2 separate regions of the Sus scrofa genome follow, and region 2 is linked to region 1. The links are chromatin contacts, called in public HiChIP or PLAC-seq maps. All regions are on one chromosome and are shown on one strand. Each heading gives the region's core, a stretch centred on a gene start, on an enhancer-like site or on the middle of the called end of the contact. The rest is flanking DNA. Distances are from core to core; before and after follow the strand shown. Region 1 holds the start of CDADC1 (cytidine and dCMP deaminase domain-containing protein 1). Region 2 holds the start of CYSLTR2 (cysteinyl leukotriene receptor 2).

Evidence for each region. HiChIP or PLAC-seq counts read pairs in DNA pulled down with a chosen protein or histone mark.
Region 2: an H3K27ac HiChIP or PLAC-seq map of alveolar macrophages shows a contact between it and region 1. The contact joins the promoter of CYSLTR2 here to the promoter of CDADC1 in region 1.

The regions. Positions count from the first base shown.
Region 1 is chr11:18,516,492-18,519,570 of Sscrofa11.1, reverse strand. It overlaps CDADC1 (cytidine and dCMP deaminase domain-containing protein 1), which reads left to right and starts at 1,434. Exons shown (of 10, transcript XM_003357836.4): 1 at 1,434-1,647; 2 at 2,381-2,478. The coding sequence starts at 1,566.
Region 2 is chr11:19,009,361-19,012,510 of Sscrofa11.1, reverse strand. CYSLTR2 (cysteinyl leukotriene receptor 2) reads left to right here and starts at 1,496. Exons shown (of 3, transcript NM_214130.2): 1 at 1,496-1,581.

The sequences.
Region 1 (3,079 bases), core at 185-2,684:
GTGATGAAATAGGGTGGGCGGTGTCTCTGTAGAGCTAGGACACAGGTTCGATATCCAATGGGTGCAGTGGGTTAAAGGTCCCAGCGCTGCCACCATGTAGGTCACAACTGTGGCTTGGATCTGGTCCCTGGCCCTGGGACAACCGAAAAAAAAAAAAAAAAAAAAAAGAAAGAAAGAAAGAAATGCTTACAAAATGAGTAAGAAATAGAACTACCAAAATAGAGAAATGGTTAATGGGTATTTCATAGAGAGGAAACAATCAACCCAAGAAGAAATCAGGGGACATTATAGCCATGAGAAACCATTTTATGCCAGCCAGGTAGGCAAACAATCTCTCTGGAAAACTTTTCAGCTTTAGCTGGGAAACCTGACAACCCAAGAATCCTATTCCTTAGTCCCTAAAGAAACTCTTCTACATGAACATAAGGAGACATAACAAAAATGTTTTTGGTTTTTTTGTTTTTTTGGGTTTTTTTTTTTTGTCTTTTTGCTATTTCTTGGGCCGCTCCCACGACAACAAAAATGTTTTAATCAGCATTGTCTGTAACAGCAAAAAGATGGAGAGAGTGCAAATGTCTTCTGACTCAAATATGGATAAGTAAATGGTGATCTATAGCTACAATGAATACTATTATAGTGAAAATTAATGAACCATAATCATACTCATCAACACTTTAGATTCTCTCTTGAGTCTACCACAAGATGATGTACTTTTTAACGTTGGCTTTTGCTTTCATAGTCTTTGAGCAGTTTTTCTGTCTTGCTATATTTAAGTATACCAAGTTGTGATAACAGCACAAGTTGGTGATGGAAACCAGGCTCTGAGTCACTAGGGGAAGGAAGGGCTTCATTTTGAGTCCCGTCTAGGACAATTACAAAATAATAAAAAGAAATTGCACTGGACACAAATCCACAATGCCACGTTCTTCTCAGATTTTCCAGGGGCCACTTCCTCCTACCCCCGTATTGTGCAATTCCCCACAATTACGGTTCCAACTCTCAGTTCCTCATGTGTTTAATAAGAAGCACAGCGTCCCTATGGTGGTCCCCGGCACTAAATTCCCTAGGACAGGTCGCTCTCAGAGGATAGCAATCTGGACCGCCCAGCTCACCCCTCTTCGCCCTCAAATTCTCTCAGACCACAGATGGGGCAGGTTCCCATTTCAATTCTCCTTCGCTCTCTGACCCAAACTCTCAGGCGCGCGCTGCCCTCATCAGCCTGTCAGAGCCTGCGCAACCTGGGACTTCGAGCCAAGACATCCTCAAGCAACCATACTTCAGCAAAACAACAGAGTCAAATACAAGCCTGCAACGACTTACTGCACAGCGTCTCCTATCTACCCGGTCGCCGGGAAAGGAGCGGCGCGGCGCCACGGCGGCCACGCTTCCTCGTGACGTCACACAAGGCGCCCGGAAATGGCGGCCGGGCTCCTACGTCATTGGGCTGCGCCGGGGTGGCGGTTGCTGTACAGTTGCTGGGAGGGGACGAGAGGTGGAGTAGCTGGGGCAAAGATCATGCCGAATAGCGAGAGGTTTCCTGGACAGCAGAGACAGCTAGGCTGGGGATGAAAGAAGCAGGGCAGATGCAAAATCTGGAGAGCGCGGAGGCTGGGCGGTCAGTCAGCACCCAGACTGGCAGCATGACCGGTGAGTGCCTCGAACCTTGTTCCCGCCCCCCAGCCTTTCGCTCTCCTCTGTGCGTCTCCCGCGGTTTCACTTCCAGTCCCCGCTTGCCCTTCTATTCCAGTGTGTCCTATCTCCGCCCTGGGCGCGTCTCTCTCTCAGTCACCGGGATTCCTTGGCCCCGCTGCACAGGATTTTGAAGTTGCGCTCACTGCCCCCCTTTACTCTTCCTCCAGGATCTGGAGGTGGGATCTACGGGGATCGACGAGCCTGAAAATTCCCCCAACCTTGTTTTTGACTTGGTATCAAAATTAACCGCACGGGACACTTTCCTGTATTTCAACTGCTTTACCTTCAAAGGTCACCGTATTTTTAGTTCTGTGTTCTAACTGCGGCCCTTGTTGCAACGTCTCATCACAATCCAAAGTAAAACTTGCTCCACGATGACATCAGATGCTAGGAATTTTCATAACTTCTTTTGGATTGTTTCCATAGCTACCTTGATGAGTTATACTATTTTTTTTTTTCTGCCGGGTGACAGGGTCCAACTTTTGAAAGCGCCACAGGAGATTGCTGGCAAGGCGGTTGATACCAGTCTCCTGCTAAGAAAGCACTTTGATTTTCCAGTACACAAATCCTTTTTCTCTGCCTCCTGTTAAAACAGCTGAACTAGGACTTCAGCACCCAAGTAGCATTGAGCTTAGTTCTTATTTTCATCGTTGGTAAATCTTTAAGATGTTTGCCCTTTCTTTTGTAGGTGAAATACCAAGGCTTTCTAAAGTCAACCTTTTCACTCTGCTCAGTCTCTGGATGGAGCTCTTCCCAGTAGTCGAAACCCAAAGACAAAAATCTCAGGTACAATTTGTTTCCTTAGGTAATTTTTTCTTCTTAGAAAAGCAACGGTCTAGAATTTGATTTTATTGCTCCAGTTTCTGTTATACTTAAAAACAAACTCAACAAGCCTTCAAATTTGCAAAATACCTCTGTGGTTTAGTATGATACCTGTGGTTCATAGCTGTGATAGCTTCTGTTTCCAGTCTAAAAATGGAATAATTACCCTCTCAGACTGCCCTGTTCATCAGATATTGATAGCATTTTTATGTTGGTTTGGCTAAATAGATTGCTGTCTATACCACATAATTTATCACTCAATTGAATATGGTTGGTGTTTCATCTTGGTGGTTTTTTACCCTCTTCCACCAAACTAAATTGATGAAGAGAGAGACCATGTCTCATTTCACTTGGTATACCTCTTAGCATCTACTCTTATATCCATGAATGTTAATTGGTTTTGCTTCATGTAAGGAGTCTCTTTTTTGGATCTCAAAAAAGATGATCAAAACAGATTTGGAATGTAAAATAAGGCTCATCATAAAAGCCAGTGTATTGGAAGTATGTACATTGTACATCTTTTCTTTCTTCTGTTCTTGGAGCAGCAAGGTGCTCCACTCTCATC
Region 2 (3,150 bases), core at 247-2,746, 490 kb before region 1:
TGCTACTGTAAATGAAATTTCCTTTTGTCTTTTTTTTTTTTTTTTTGTCTTTTTAGGTCCGCACCCACGGCACATGGAGGTTCCCAGGCTAGGGGTCTCATCAGAGCTATAGCCGCCGGCCACAGCCACAGCCACACCAGATCCGAGCTTCGTCTGCGACCTACACCACAGCTTAAGGCAACGCTGGATCCTTGTCCCACTGAGTGGGGCCAGGGATTGAGCCTGCAACCTCATGGTTCCCACTCAGATTCGTTTCCACTGCACCAAGACAGGAACTCCAAAATTTCCTTTTTGGGTTGTTCATTGTTAGCATATAGAAATGCAACTGCTTTTTGTGCCACTTTGTTGAATTCATTTATTAGTTCTAACAGAGGTATGTGTGTGTGTGTGTGTGTGTGTGTGCGCACACACACACGCACACACAACCTGCCTTTCTACATATAGGATTATATCATCTGTGAACAGACATAATTTTACTTCTTTCTTCCCAACTGGAATGCCTTTTATTTCTTGCCTAATGTTACTGCAGCGAGTCAAGCCATGCTGAGGATTTTATTGGGGATGGGGAAGGGGAGAAATGATTAGACTTGGGACATAATTGGCAGGTAGAACAAATGGAATTGCTGACTTGGATGTCAGCTGTGGGAGGAGAGAAAGAAGCTAAGAATGATCTCTAGGGTTAGAGTCAGATTGACTGAATCTTTGTGATGCCACTTGATTAGATGGGGTAATGGGGGAGTGTGCACTTGGGAGGGAAGAGAACAGCTCTGTTTCAGCCTTATTAATTTTGGCTCTGGATGTGGATAATAAAGACAAAAGCAAGAGAATGTGCTGAGAAGACATCAGAAGACAGACTTTGGGGGCAGGCTCACACTTAGAAAAAGAGGAATCAGAAAGGGAAGTAGAGGGAACAATACAAGGGATAGAATAAGAACCAACGAAGTTAGAGAAACAAGGAGGAGAAAGTTATAAGCAACTGGCAGTGGTTAACTGTGCCACACAAATTGAGGAAGGAAGATGAGGACCGAGAAAGGACCTTTTACGTGAGCAACGAGGATGCCATTGATAACTTCTGACAGCATTTTCAGCAGAAAAGGTAAGGCTTCCGCTCATGTGCAAGTAAGCTGAAAAAGCAAGTGGGTGATGGGAATTGCTCTAAATAGTTCTGGAGTTCTGTACTTATAAGGTGGTGTTGATATTAGCATTGCCATGGAAACAAAAACATTTAGGAGAACTAAAAGCAGCTTAAAACCCCAACTCTAGCCTGTCATAGCCCCTTGATCTGTTGTGAATAATGCTAATGAAACAGTCATTAGAGGGCAGAGCTAAGTCAGGTTTCTGTCTTCAGATGTCGCCTTCTTGAGAAGGAAGGAAGCAGCAGCACTCACACTAAAGTTCTGTAAAGCGCAGACAACTTGCTGACCAGAGTTCCTTATTCTCTTGCTATTGGCTGACACTGCTCATAAAGTATAATTTGCTGTTTCATTTTTCTCTTAAACAAGCAAGCTGGATTACTTGGAGGAGGAAGATAGCAGAGACAGGAAGACAAAATCTAAGGCAGCTGAAAGAAGGGAAACTCAGGTGAGCGTTTTTATCTTTGTTAAGTCATTGTTAACAATCAGGCTCTGCTTATTGCTTCACAGAAGAATAATTTTTGAAAAGCAAGTTTTATATTGTTCTACTATAAACTTTTTCCTACCATATACATGGTAGTTCGAAAAATATTGGGAAAGTCCAAAAATAAAAAAAAAAAATGGAAGGAAGCAAAAGCCACCACTGAGGTAGTATCTAATGGGTATTTTGGGGGTGTTTCTTTCCATTCCTTATTATGTGTCTGCGTGTGATTTTAGCTGATTTTCATAGTTATGTTCGAAAACATGGATAAGTTTATATTTCTTTTTTCGGTTAAAGCATACATTTTTCCACATTGCTGTAAATGCTTCATAATTATAATTAAAAATTGCTGCATAAATTGCACTGAAGAGATTTACTATACTTAAGCATTCCCCTGTTTGGGTCACTGTACCATCTTTCCTAGTTTTCATAGACTGGGTCATTTGATTATGTAAGATATATTTTTTTCCAGTCAGGGTCTTATTCTTTGAGGAGAGGAGGTTAAATTTGAGAATGTAAGTTTCACTAAATTTACCGAAGGGAAGGCGTGTGTGAGAACATGTGCTTATAATCTGCTTATTACCCCCCTTGCAGCCACAATCGGCAGTTCCCAATTCTGGCTATACATTGTCAGAATCACCTGATTCTGGGCAGATTAGAAAATTACCTTTAGAATGATTGAAACTTAACTTGTGGTGATGAGTCAGTCATCTGCAGTTGGTTTTTCATTTTTTTTTTCAACTTTCAAGAATTTCCCAGGTTGTTCTAATGAGTGGCAAGCTTAAAACTGTTCTAGGTTATCTGAAATGCCTTCCTATCTCTGACCCATACCCGAAAAGTAATACATTTTACAGGAAAGGGAGATACCCTATTAGGCAAGCCACCTAAGTCTTCCTTTCAATACTATATAAATAATGCAAGAGTCATCTGAGGAAAACATAAGACTTCTAGAAATTTCTATCATCACCTCAACCCCATAAACTCTTGAGACAAGGGTCTACTTGAGCGTTTCAATTTACTAATGCTTTAAAGTGATGAGTTTGTTTCCAGCGCATTAGTGGTTAGAAATGAGAGAGGTAGAGCCTCCAGAATGATCTAAAAGCATCAAAATCAAGCACAGCATCTCTTAGTGTTCTGCCAAGGTAGCCTGACTTCATTTCATTTGCAAACTTTTCAAGGGTCCAAACACAAAAAGGGCATTTTAATAGCTGGCCACTGCTACTAAATTGTATGAATAGGTATAAATTTCATTAATATTAAAAGGCACAGCAAAGACTGATTGGATTAAATTGGGAAGCAGCAGGTGGATGACCCTGGCTTTCCAGGAGCAGAGACTTGGCACTTACCTCCTCTGGACCCTGTGTCCCCAGAAGGAAAGTGGACAGACTTTATACCAGAGCTGTGCTCTGATTTCTTTAATCAGGAATAGAGAATAGAACAAAGGCAGCTAAACCAGGTTGAAGCCTCCCCCAGCAGGGATATAAGTCTCTTGACTCAACCTAACTTGATCAAGAGTCCAAGGAGAAACTCTCTTCT